Linked DNA regions of Sus scrofa: region 2 is linked to region 1. Evidence: chromatin contacts called from public promoter capture Hi-C data. All regions are on one chromosome and are shown on one strand. The core of a region is the stretch at or near the end of the contact, and the rest is flanking DNA. Distances in the headings are between cores, read along the strand shown. Region 1 holds the start of CCDC191 (coiled-coil domain-containing protein 191). Region 2 holds the start of GRAMD1C (GRAM domain-containing protein 1C).

The links. Promoter capture Hi-C pulls out the DNA fragments that hold promoters and counts their contacts.
Region 2: a contact with region 1 is called in a promoter capture Hi-C map of fetal liver, with 2.7 times the contacts expected there. The contact joins the promoter of GRAMD1C here to the promoter of CCDC191 in region 1. A contact is called at or near these places in 1 of 5 promoter capture datasets (fetal liver), 1 of 47 Hi-C or Micro-C datasets (skeletal muscle) and 1 of 2 datasets of contacts at active chromatin or transcription factors (alveolar macrophages).

The regions. Positions count from the first base shown.
Region 1 is chr13:145,877,923-145,882,780 of Sscrofa11.1, forward strand. CCDC191 (coiled-coil domain-containing protein 191) reads left to right here and starts at 2,041. Exons shown (of 16, transcript XM_021070343.1): 1 at 2,041-2,281; 2 at 4,257-4,295. The coding sequence starts at 2,189. QTRT2 (queuine tRNA-ribosyltransferase accessory subunit 2) reads right to left here and starts at 1,940. Exons shown (of 9, transcript XM_005670209.3): 1 at 1,787-1,940.
Region 2 is chr13:146,103,421-146,108,278 of Sscrofa11.1, forward strand. It overlaps GRAMD1C (GRAM domain-containing protein 1C), which reads right to left and starts at 2,365. Exons shown (of 18, transcript XM_003132665.6): 1 at 2,226-2,365. The coding sequence starts at 2,252.

The sequences.
Region 1 (4,858 bases), core at 791-3,290:
CAAAAAACTGAAGGACTTATAAACAATACAGTGCACTAAGCTGACTAAGAAAGACTTACAGAAAAGAGGAACTAAAATTCTAGACATCAGTAACAAAAGATAAAGAAGAGACTATTCATTCAGTGGTAGAGCATTCTAAAATCCTTACACTATTTGGGAGGAGGAGAGAGTTCATGAGTACTTTAAGCTTTAAGTATGTGTGCTAAAAACTTTTAAGTAACCACTGAAAGATTACTGACAATGGATCATTCCCAAACCCGATGGGGAGGGGCACAGAAGGATAAGAAAAACTGGTTAATTCTTAAGGGCAAGAAAGAGGAAAAGAGACCAAAAGCACATAAAAAATAGAAAATACAAAATAAAATGGAAGTCCAAATATGTCAGCCATCACAAAACAAGTTAAATTAGTTTCACCTATTTAAAGACACAACAACAGTAACAACATTTATTGGGTGTTTACTATGTATCAGGTATTGTTCTTCACATATTAACTCCTCTAATGCTTACTGTCATGTCAACCTAAGGCAGAGGTTATCATTATGTGCCTTTACAGAAGAGGAGACTGAGGCTAAAAAAAGCCACCATTTACAAAGTGGAAGAGCCAGGGCTTAAATCATAGAAGTCTGGCTTTAAAGGCTGTAATCTAACAGGCTGATAGTCTATTAGAAATCCCATCTTGTCCAAAAATATATGCAACCCTCTACATATTAAATGTAATGTTAAGATACAATTTTAATTGTTTTCCATTTTGCTATATTGTTATTATGGTTCATATTTCCCCCATCTCACTTCTCTGCATCTATCCACCCTCCCAGCCTGTACAACCCTTCTCTTATAGTAACACAAATATTTAAATATACTTGTATATGAGAAAGGATGTTCTTCAATAAAAAATGCAAACATACTATACTGTAAGCACTTTTCTGCAATTCACTTTTCTCTTGGGAATTCACAATGGATATTTTTCCTAAAGAAGAGATACAAAGCTTAACCTACCCTTTTAAAATAACTATTTCATGATACTGGACAGTTTTGATGTAACACAGTTTAATCATCCATAAGGTTTCTGATGAATACTCAAGCAGGACTCATGATTGTTATAATAGTCTGAGGGCACAGATTCCCTCACAGATCTTTTTCACAAATCTCGTCTACTTCAGTTTACATGTTCTGGCAGAGTTCTGATTTCTGACTGATTTTTAAATGGTTACCACACCCTAATGATTTAGGTAGTATAGCTCCCATTTTGCGGATGAAAAAATCTAGGATCCAAGCTGCCTAAAGTCATACAACTACAAAGTAGTTAGGCCCAAAGCTCCAGCTCTAAATCTCTACTTTGCCTTATGAACCCGCTTATCCCAGCATAGACTGTCCCTGGAGGCTCAGCCAATAACCATATATTTATCTTCACTCCATTGGGCATTTCCTGGAGTACCAGACCTCAAGAGGCACTTAGCTCAGGTATCTGAGTTCAGTCCAACGCTCCCAAGATCCTAGGCAGTGTAGAAAAAACTTCTACATGAGAACTTGACCCTTAAGCAGAGGTCAGTAGAAAGAAGACAGTTTTCTCTCATAGAAGCGGTGAAGCTCACACGATTTGGGAGAATCTGGACTTACAGAAGCTAGGATCAACCAGAAGACCCCGAAAAATGAAAGAGACATGGCGGGACTACAATCACTGTTACAGCAACACAACCAGGAAGAGTCTGGGCGAGACGTGACACTCTCGTTTCAGCCCTACTCACTCGTAGCATCCCCGACACCAACAAGGAAAGAGGGCACTTACCTGCAAACCGCCCAACTTTTCTAGGGTGGAAATCCCCCTCAACTCCTCGCGGTTGGCTACCACGTGTCCGGCTTGCAGAATTCTCGGCCCCCTAAACCACCGCCTCCGAGGCAGAGCCAATCAAGGGGCATTGCGTCATCACAGAGCGCCAGGAAAAGGCAAAGGTAACAGCAAAGCGAGCTCCTGTGACTGGAAGGCCTAGGGACCGCTGCCGTTGCCATGGGTAACTGAGCAGACTCATTCCCCCATCGCAAAGCCTCATGGGAGTGGTGGTTCGGCGGCGCCCCACACTTGCCTTCTTTGTGGGCTGAGGAACTACAACTCCCAGAGAGACCTGGAAGCAACCTAAGTTAAGGAGCGTTTGTTGCAGCTTTGGCTCAAGTCCGGGCCTGAACCGGGGAAATGCTGCTGACGCCCCAGGAAAGGTCCTCTTCAAAGAAGGGGACGGGGCTGAATCGTTGGAAACAGTTTACAAGGAAGCCGAGTCCCACCAAGGTGATCTGTCTGTATTGGGAGCTCTTGGAGACGGGGAGGGGAGGCGGGAACCCGCCCTGAAGCCCCGTCTGCGCTTCGTTCTTCTTCCCTAAGGGGCATCCTTACTTGGCCCGTCCCCGCCATGACCGACCCAGCCAGTAATGTCCTAAGTGAAGGGGGCCCAGGAACTTTGGGGTTCGGGTACCTTACGACTTGGGTGGGCAGCGTCTTGGAAAAACTCTTTCCATCTAAACGGTTTTCTCAAAAAACATGGAGTCCCAGTTGTGCCCATCCTGCTGAAGAGAATTCGAGAACCATTCCCTCTCCCCACCGCTCCAGGTTTTAGGGAAGTTCCCTCAAGGTTACATTTCCGCCTCCTATGTTTTGCAAGTCGTAGGAAATTGTTCTTTTTTGAAGGGATAAGATCTTCACCTTAAGTCCTCTCTGTCATATCCCTCCCCTTCTAGGTTTACACAGAGTAGCTACGATGAACTCAGGAATGCAAGTGGTTATTGAATGTATCACTTGAAAATCTCTAAATTCAAGCAACAATCAAAAAACAGATCCTATTTTATATGTCATCCCCTTTGATGTATTTTCATCCAACTAATAACCCCACTTAACTTGAAACGTGTAAATGACATGTGCAAAGTCACAGTCACAGGGTATGTGCTTTCCACAGACTACCTTTTTAACCGTCACAAAAATAAATGCTTTAAATGTAAATGGAAGTGCCAAATGGAGTGGCTTCACAGCTGTTTTCACCGATCAGTTACACTTTCTTAAAAATATATCTTATAGACATGTGGCCTTTCTGAGCCCCCAGGCAATAGTGCTTGCTGCTTTATTCTAAATATACCACTTAAATAAAGCACTGGATATATTCCACTTGGTGAATATTTTGCCCCGGATACTGGAGGGTGCAGAATGGAGCATTAGAGAGAGTTGGAAACCCTCTGCTCTTGTTGTACCAGTTCTGTAATGGATTGGATCCAAAATAGGTTATAGATATAAACTTAATGAAAGGTTAAAAACTGAGGACAATTTTGGGGACCCCAAAAGGAAAGATTTATGTTGCTAGTGCTCATTGTTACTACCTAGAGGAAAGATAAAAACACTAGAGCTCTTTGAAGGTCAGTTGTGCTTTAATAGGATCAGCTGTTTATTTGTTGCAGTGGCAAAATTATTCAGCAGTACAGGTGCATTAATTAGTTATCTGTAAGGTCTTTTGAAGGGGAAGTGTTATGTAAGTGAAAGAGTATTATACCTTTCCCTCCCCATGTGTCAGTATGCTAGTTATTCCCTTCTTTAAAAACCCTCCTGAATTGTTAGCAAAGCAAATACTTCTGTTTGTTAAGTGACTAACAGAGGGAATTCTGCAACTTCTGAGGGTTAAGAGAGTGAAGAAAGGCGGTGTTCTGTTGGTCTGATTTCTAATTTAAGATGAATATCTGATTGGCCTGGATAGAAATTTATGTGATTTCTGCCTCTTTACTGATTTATTAAACAGTGGAAGATTGGTTATCCCTTCCTCTACCCTCAACCCCCTCCCCCTCCCTGCTCCTGAAAAGATGGGCCTGAGGAGAAGTGCATACCTTCTCCAAGCAGATTTGCTTCCATAACACTTGAATAATCAGGTTAATTTAATCAGTGCTTGTTTAGATTTTTATAAGGAATATTATATGTGGCATTTTGATCTTAACCCTGGGGAGCTTTCAACAAATACTGCCACATGGGCCGTAGTCCAGACCAATTAAATCAGAATCTGGAGATGGGCCTAGGTAAGAGATTAAAAAACAGAATATGTTCCTGAAAAGGCTTCATGTTTCTTCCTCCTGCTGGCATTCCATGTTCTTTTGTTGCTGAGCTTTCTAATAAGATGCTTTAGGGAAAGACTAAGGATACTTGTCCATATGTTTTAATGAGAATGACATTAAAATAGCAAGGCTGATAAATATATTGCTGTCTACTAATATTCTGTATGTATTACCTACAGCCTATGTTTGACCCTGACAATATGGAACACTGGATTAAGGTAAGGCTATTTCATGATTAAGATAGAAAGAGAATTAAGAGTTGCACATAATCAGATGGCATAGAATACTGATAGGTATCCATTTTGCATATATTTTGCTATTTTCCTTCCCATGTGACTATATATATATATATTGCCTTAATTTTATACTCTAGTATTTTTTTCATGATTTTGTTGATTCTCATGAAAACTTCACTAACAGGTTTGGACCATTAGGATCACCTGAAAAGGACTAAGAAAGGAGGGGAGGAGAAGTCTTAGGGTTATGGCCTTCCTCAACTAATTAGAAAGACTTTCCCGTAGTTACATTGATCTGCAGGACCAATACAGTAGGTAAAAGCTGTGCACACATCACAAGTAAGAATCTTCTAATGATGAGAGCAATCCACAAATAGATTGGCCATTCTTATAAAGAGATGTGTTTTCTATCACTGCTGGTATTCAAGTAGACTTTATTTTATGTTGTTTTATTTATTTTTGGCCACGATCTTGGCCTGTAGAAGTCCCTGGGCCTGGAATCAAATGCATGCCACAGCTGTAACCAGAGGCACAGCAGTGACAAC
Region 2 (4,858 bases), core at 1,115-3,614, 230 kb after region 1:
AACCCCCTGAATACTTGGGGACCAATGTGTGATCAACTGATTGGACAGCAATAGGATTTCAATATTTCAAACTCCCATTTGAAGTCTGATAGAAAAACTTGCTGTTCAGAGCACAGCATCACCATCCCTACACATGATGGAGCTCCCTGGAGACCTACTACTTTTCATCCCTTAACCAGGATGTCCCTGGAGGAGAAGACCCACAGGTCAGCACAACTAGCTGAACTTACCAGTTATCTGTTTTTTGGTTGGGGAGGGAGGCACACCTGCGGCATATGGAAGCTCCCAGGCCAGAGACTGAACCTTTGCCACAGCATTGACCGGAGCCACTCCAGTAACAATGCCAGACCCCCATCCTGCTGTGCCACAAGGGAACTCCTCCCACAGTTACTTTAACACGGAATGCTCTGGCCAACTGCACATTTTTACAGATTCTTTGCCCATTGCCTAAGAGTTGCACCCTTTGAAGTAAAGAACTCTGGAACACCCTTGCTTTCAGATACTCAAAATATAAATTAAGGTCACATGTGTCTCTATATATACTCTAGCCAAAATAAAAAAGACCTCACCAAGACACTCCTTATCCCTTATCCCCATCAAGAGTTCCACAGATTACTGGAGTTCCCATCATGGCTCAGTAGTTAACAAATCTGACTAGCATTCATGAGGACACAGGTTTGATCCTTGCCCTTGCACAGTGGGTTAAGGATCCCATGTTGCCGTGAGCTGTGGTATAGTTCACAGACGTAGCTCGAATCGATCCCCCGTTTCTGTGGCTGTGGTATAGGCCAGCAGCTAGAGCTCTGATTCAACCCCTTGCATGAGAACCTCCATATGCTTCAGGTGTGGCCCTAAAAAAAACAAAAAACAAACAAAAAAAGGAGTTCCAGACAGTATTGACAGTGACCAAGGCACTCATTTTTTCTCTCAAAATACACATCATTGGGCTCTTGAACAAAGCACTCAATGGAACTTTCATTTTCCTTACTGGCTTCAGGCTGCAGACCTCCTATGAGAGCCATGATGGCTACTTAAACAAGTTCGAATTCAACTAAATGAAAAACAGTACATTTTAGTCATCAGTTAGACATCAAGGATGAATTGTACTAAAGAGTCTCATTCAATTTTTTTATGTTTGCCTGCTGAAAGCTTTTAAGCCTCACCTCTCTTTCTTCCTCTCTGTCCCTCAAATGGGCAAGGTGGTAAGAATGCCTGGATACTCTTTCCTTTGGTGTGAATGGGAGAGTCAAATCAAGCAAGACAGATCCTGACCACACCCAGGAACCTCTGACTTCCACCCCCTAACCACAGAAGAAACCCTGAGCCCTCCTTCCCCTGCCCTTTCAAACCAGTCTGGATCTGCTTGAGAAGACTGCCCTGTTCTTCTCTCTTCATTATGTATGTTTATAAGTAATACGTCTTTAAATACGAGTAATAAACCTCTTCATAGTGTGTGTGTGCGTGCCATCATCAATTTTATCTCCCAATCAAACACTGGGTGGGGGCCACAAGCTGCAACCTAGGTCACAGATGTGGCTCAAATCTGGCATCGCTGTGGCTGTGGCATAGGCTGCAACTGCAGCTCTGATTCCACCCCTAGCCTGGGATCATCCATATGCTGCAAGTGCATCCCTAAAAAGAAAAAAAAAAAAAAAAAGTAAAACAGATACACACAACCAAAGTAAAGCAATGAGGTTAGTGTTCAGAAAGGCATGTGACTCCTGCAACAAAAGTGGGCTTTCACCCTAAAGATTAATTAGCAAGTTCTCTCGTTAATCAAATAAGGTAGTAAACAAGTAACAAAACTAGTTGAAACCAAAAATGCGGTTAACAGCCCAGTGATTTAAACTATCTAGAGTTCTGAGCCCTTTTATCAAGAGCTAATAGTTAAGGGGATGGCATAAGACCAGATCAACATGATCCCGGTCACAATCATGGCAGTGGGGTCTGAAGCCGAGGGATCTGGACAAGGACATCTCGCTCCGAACGCCAACCCTCCACGCCCACCGGCGCAGACCTACCCACCATCGTCCAGAGGGAAAGGCTCGCAGTAAGGTCAGAAAACCCCCTCGTCGGTAACAACTTTCCAAATTACTCTAAAGAGCACCATGAGAAGGGAAGAGAGGAAATAATAACCACAGTCTAAGAGGACTCAGACAATCTTCGTGGAGAAAAGTGCGCAGTAAAGCCACCGCTGGGGAACTCGTACCACAAGAGCCACTTACCTGACGGCCAGTCAGAGCGCCTTCCATCGCGGATCCCTCCGCCGCCAAGGTACCGCGCACGCGCGTCCCGCTGCGGGGAGGGGGCGTCTAGGCCCGCGTCCCCCGCCCACCCCGAGGGTGGGCTCCGGGCTCCTGCCCGCCAGCTTTGCGAGGGACGCCTTGGATCCTGTCGGCGCGACTTGCGCCCTCTAGCGGCCATTAAGGACACCCCCGCCCCCTTCCCGATGTTTGCCTGAAGGCCTATCTTTGCTAGGAATCATGCTGTCCTTACCTATCTCCCAATCACAAATTCCTGTTCTGGCTGTGAAATGGGTTCTAGGCACAAGTCACTCCTCGCACTCCTTGCAAAGCCTCCACTCTGCTTCCCACTATACGTACCCTGCTCCAATGTGCGAAAAAATGAATTGCATGACAAGCTCCTGTTTCTTCAAATAAGATTGAAGTTAGTGATGAAAAGCTATTGAGTGTTGTAGGTCTTAGTTAGAAAAAAAAAAAAAAAGCTGTAAAAGACATTCTAGAACAATTAGGAAGTATTTTATATGAAATCTTTATTAGAGTTGATGTTACAGGATAATGAATGGTTTATAGATCAATTTATTAGTATTCATTTACAGATAATACTATATGGTGATGGAGAACGTCTTTATTATTAGAAAATTCGTGGTCAGGTATTTAGGATGACGTGTCATGGTGTCTGCAACTTGATTTCAAATGCTTCAACAAAGATAAATACCGGAAGATGAATGTGTTCCCCTCAAATTCATATATTGACAGAGGCCACTTCTGCTTTGTGAGGCCACAGTGATAAGGCCACCAGCTCTGAACAGAATGTGGGCTCTCAGACCTGACAGGGACTCTGCTGGTGTCTTGAGCTTGGACTTCCCAGACTCCAGGATGATGAGAAAGAAAATGTTTGTGTTTAAGCCACACACTCTGTATTTTTGCTGTAGCAGGCTGATTAGACTAAGACAATAGATAGAAAGAAAAATAGCAAAATGGTAATAATTATTGCACCTGTGTAGTGGGTATACCACTGTTCAGTGACTCTTTTTCTATTTCTGTATGTTTGAAAATAATCATAATGTAAAGTTGAAGAGGGGGAAGAATCAAATCCAGTTCCACAAAAAGTCAGATATTGAGTACTTTAAAAGTTTATATTATAGGAGTCCCTGTTGTGGTTCAGTGGGTTAAGAACCCAACATAGTATCTATAAGGATGCAGGTCTGATCCCTGGCCTCGCCAAGTGGGTTAAGGACCCCAAGTTGCCATGAGCTGCTCCATCTAGAGTTGTTGTGGCTGTGGCGTAGGCCAGCATCTGCAGCTCCAATTCAACCCCTAGCCTGGGAACTTCCGCATGGCACAGGTGCAGCCATAAAAAGAAAATAAAAGTATGTATTACATGCTAAAGGAAAAATTACTTAATAAGATAATCAAGAAAGGATAGGTTCCTGTCCCGTCCTGCAAAACTTTGCATAAGCTATGTTTTCCTTCAATGCTGTGTACAAGAATAGGCTGAAGAAAAAAATGACTTCCTATTCTTTGAACCTGAATCCACACCAAGAATTCTTTTTTGGATTGAAAGAATTTAATAATGCCAGTATTTTTTAAATCATTCTTTAATGGTAAAAAAATATATAGTCAGTATGTAGTTTGTAACTATTAAAATTTTTTTAAATTTTGAACTATTTCAAACACATAAAATTTGCAAATGTGTTACAATAACCTTTTCCCTGAACCTTCTGAGAGTTGGCTATCAACTCAGAATACTTTGTGAATATTTCCTACATTCAAGGACATTCTCCTAAACAATCACAATATGAGCAACAAAATTGAGGAATTAATATTATATTACTGCCTTCTAATTCTCACATTCCATTAAAGTTATAGCAATTGTTTCAATAATGTCCTTTATAGCAAAAGATTCTAGTCCCAAATAATGCGTTACAATGAGTTGCCATATCTCCTTCCCTGTGCAACATGAAACCCATCCCCTGCACAGACTCGCTCTTCATCCATCCCATCCTAAACACCCCTTGCCCAACCACCACAGTTGCTCCATCCTTCACTCTCTTCACCTTGTTCTGCTTCTAAAACCCCTCACAGTGCTGCCTCCACTAAGTAATTTAAACTATTTATAGGGGTTCCAGTGGTGGTGCGGTGAAAATGGATCTGACCAGCATTCATGAGGATGTGGGTTTGATCCCTGGCTCAGTGGGTCAGGGTCCGGTGTTGCCATGAGCTGTGGGTGTAGGCTGACAGCTGTAGCTCTAATTCCACCCCCTAGCCTGGAAACATCCATATGTCACAGGTGCAGCCCTAAAAGCAAAAATAAATTTTAAAAAAACCTATTTATAAAGGCTGAAAATGTGAAAATAATCTAATAAACAAAGATCCTAAAGTTGGGCTGAGTCAATCACTATTCAGGTTTTAGAACCAATTTAAAGGGAATGACTTTGTTTTGAAAAATCTAATTTTTAAGAAAAAGTGAATAGAAGTAGATATCAAGGAGTTCCCTTGTGGCTCAGTGAGTTAAGAATCCAGCACAGCCATTGCTGCGGCTCTGGTACTTCTGTTGTATTGGTTTGACCCCTGACCCAGGGACTTCTGCATGCCTCCGGCATGGCCAAAAATAA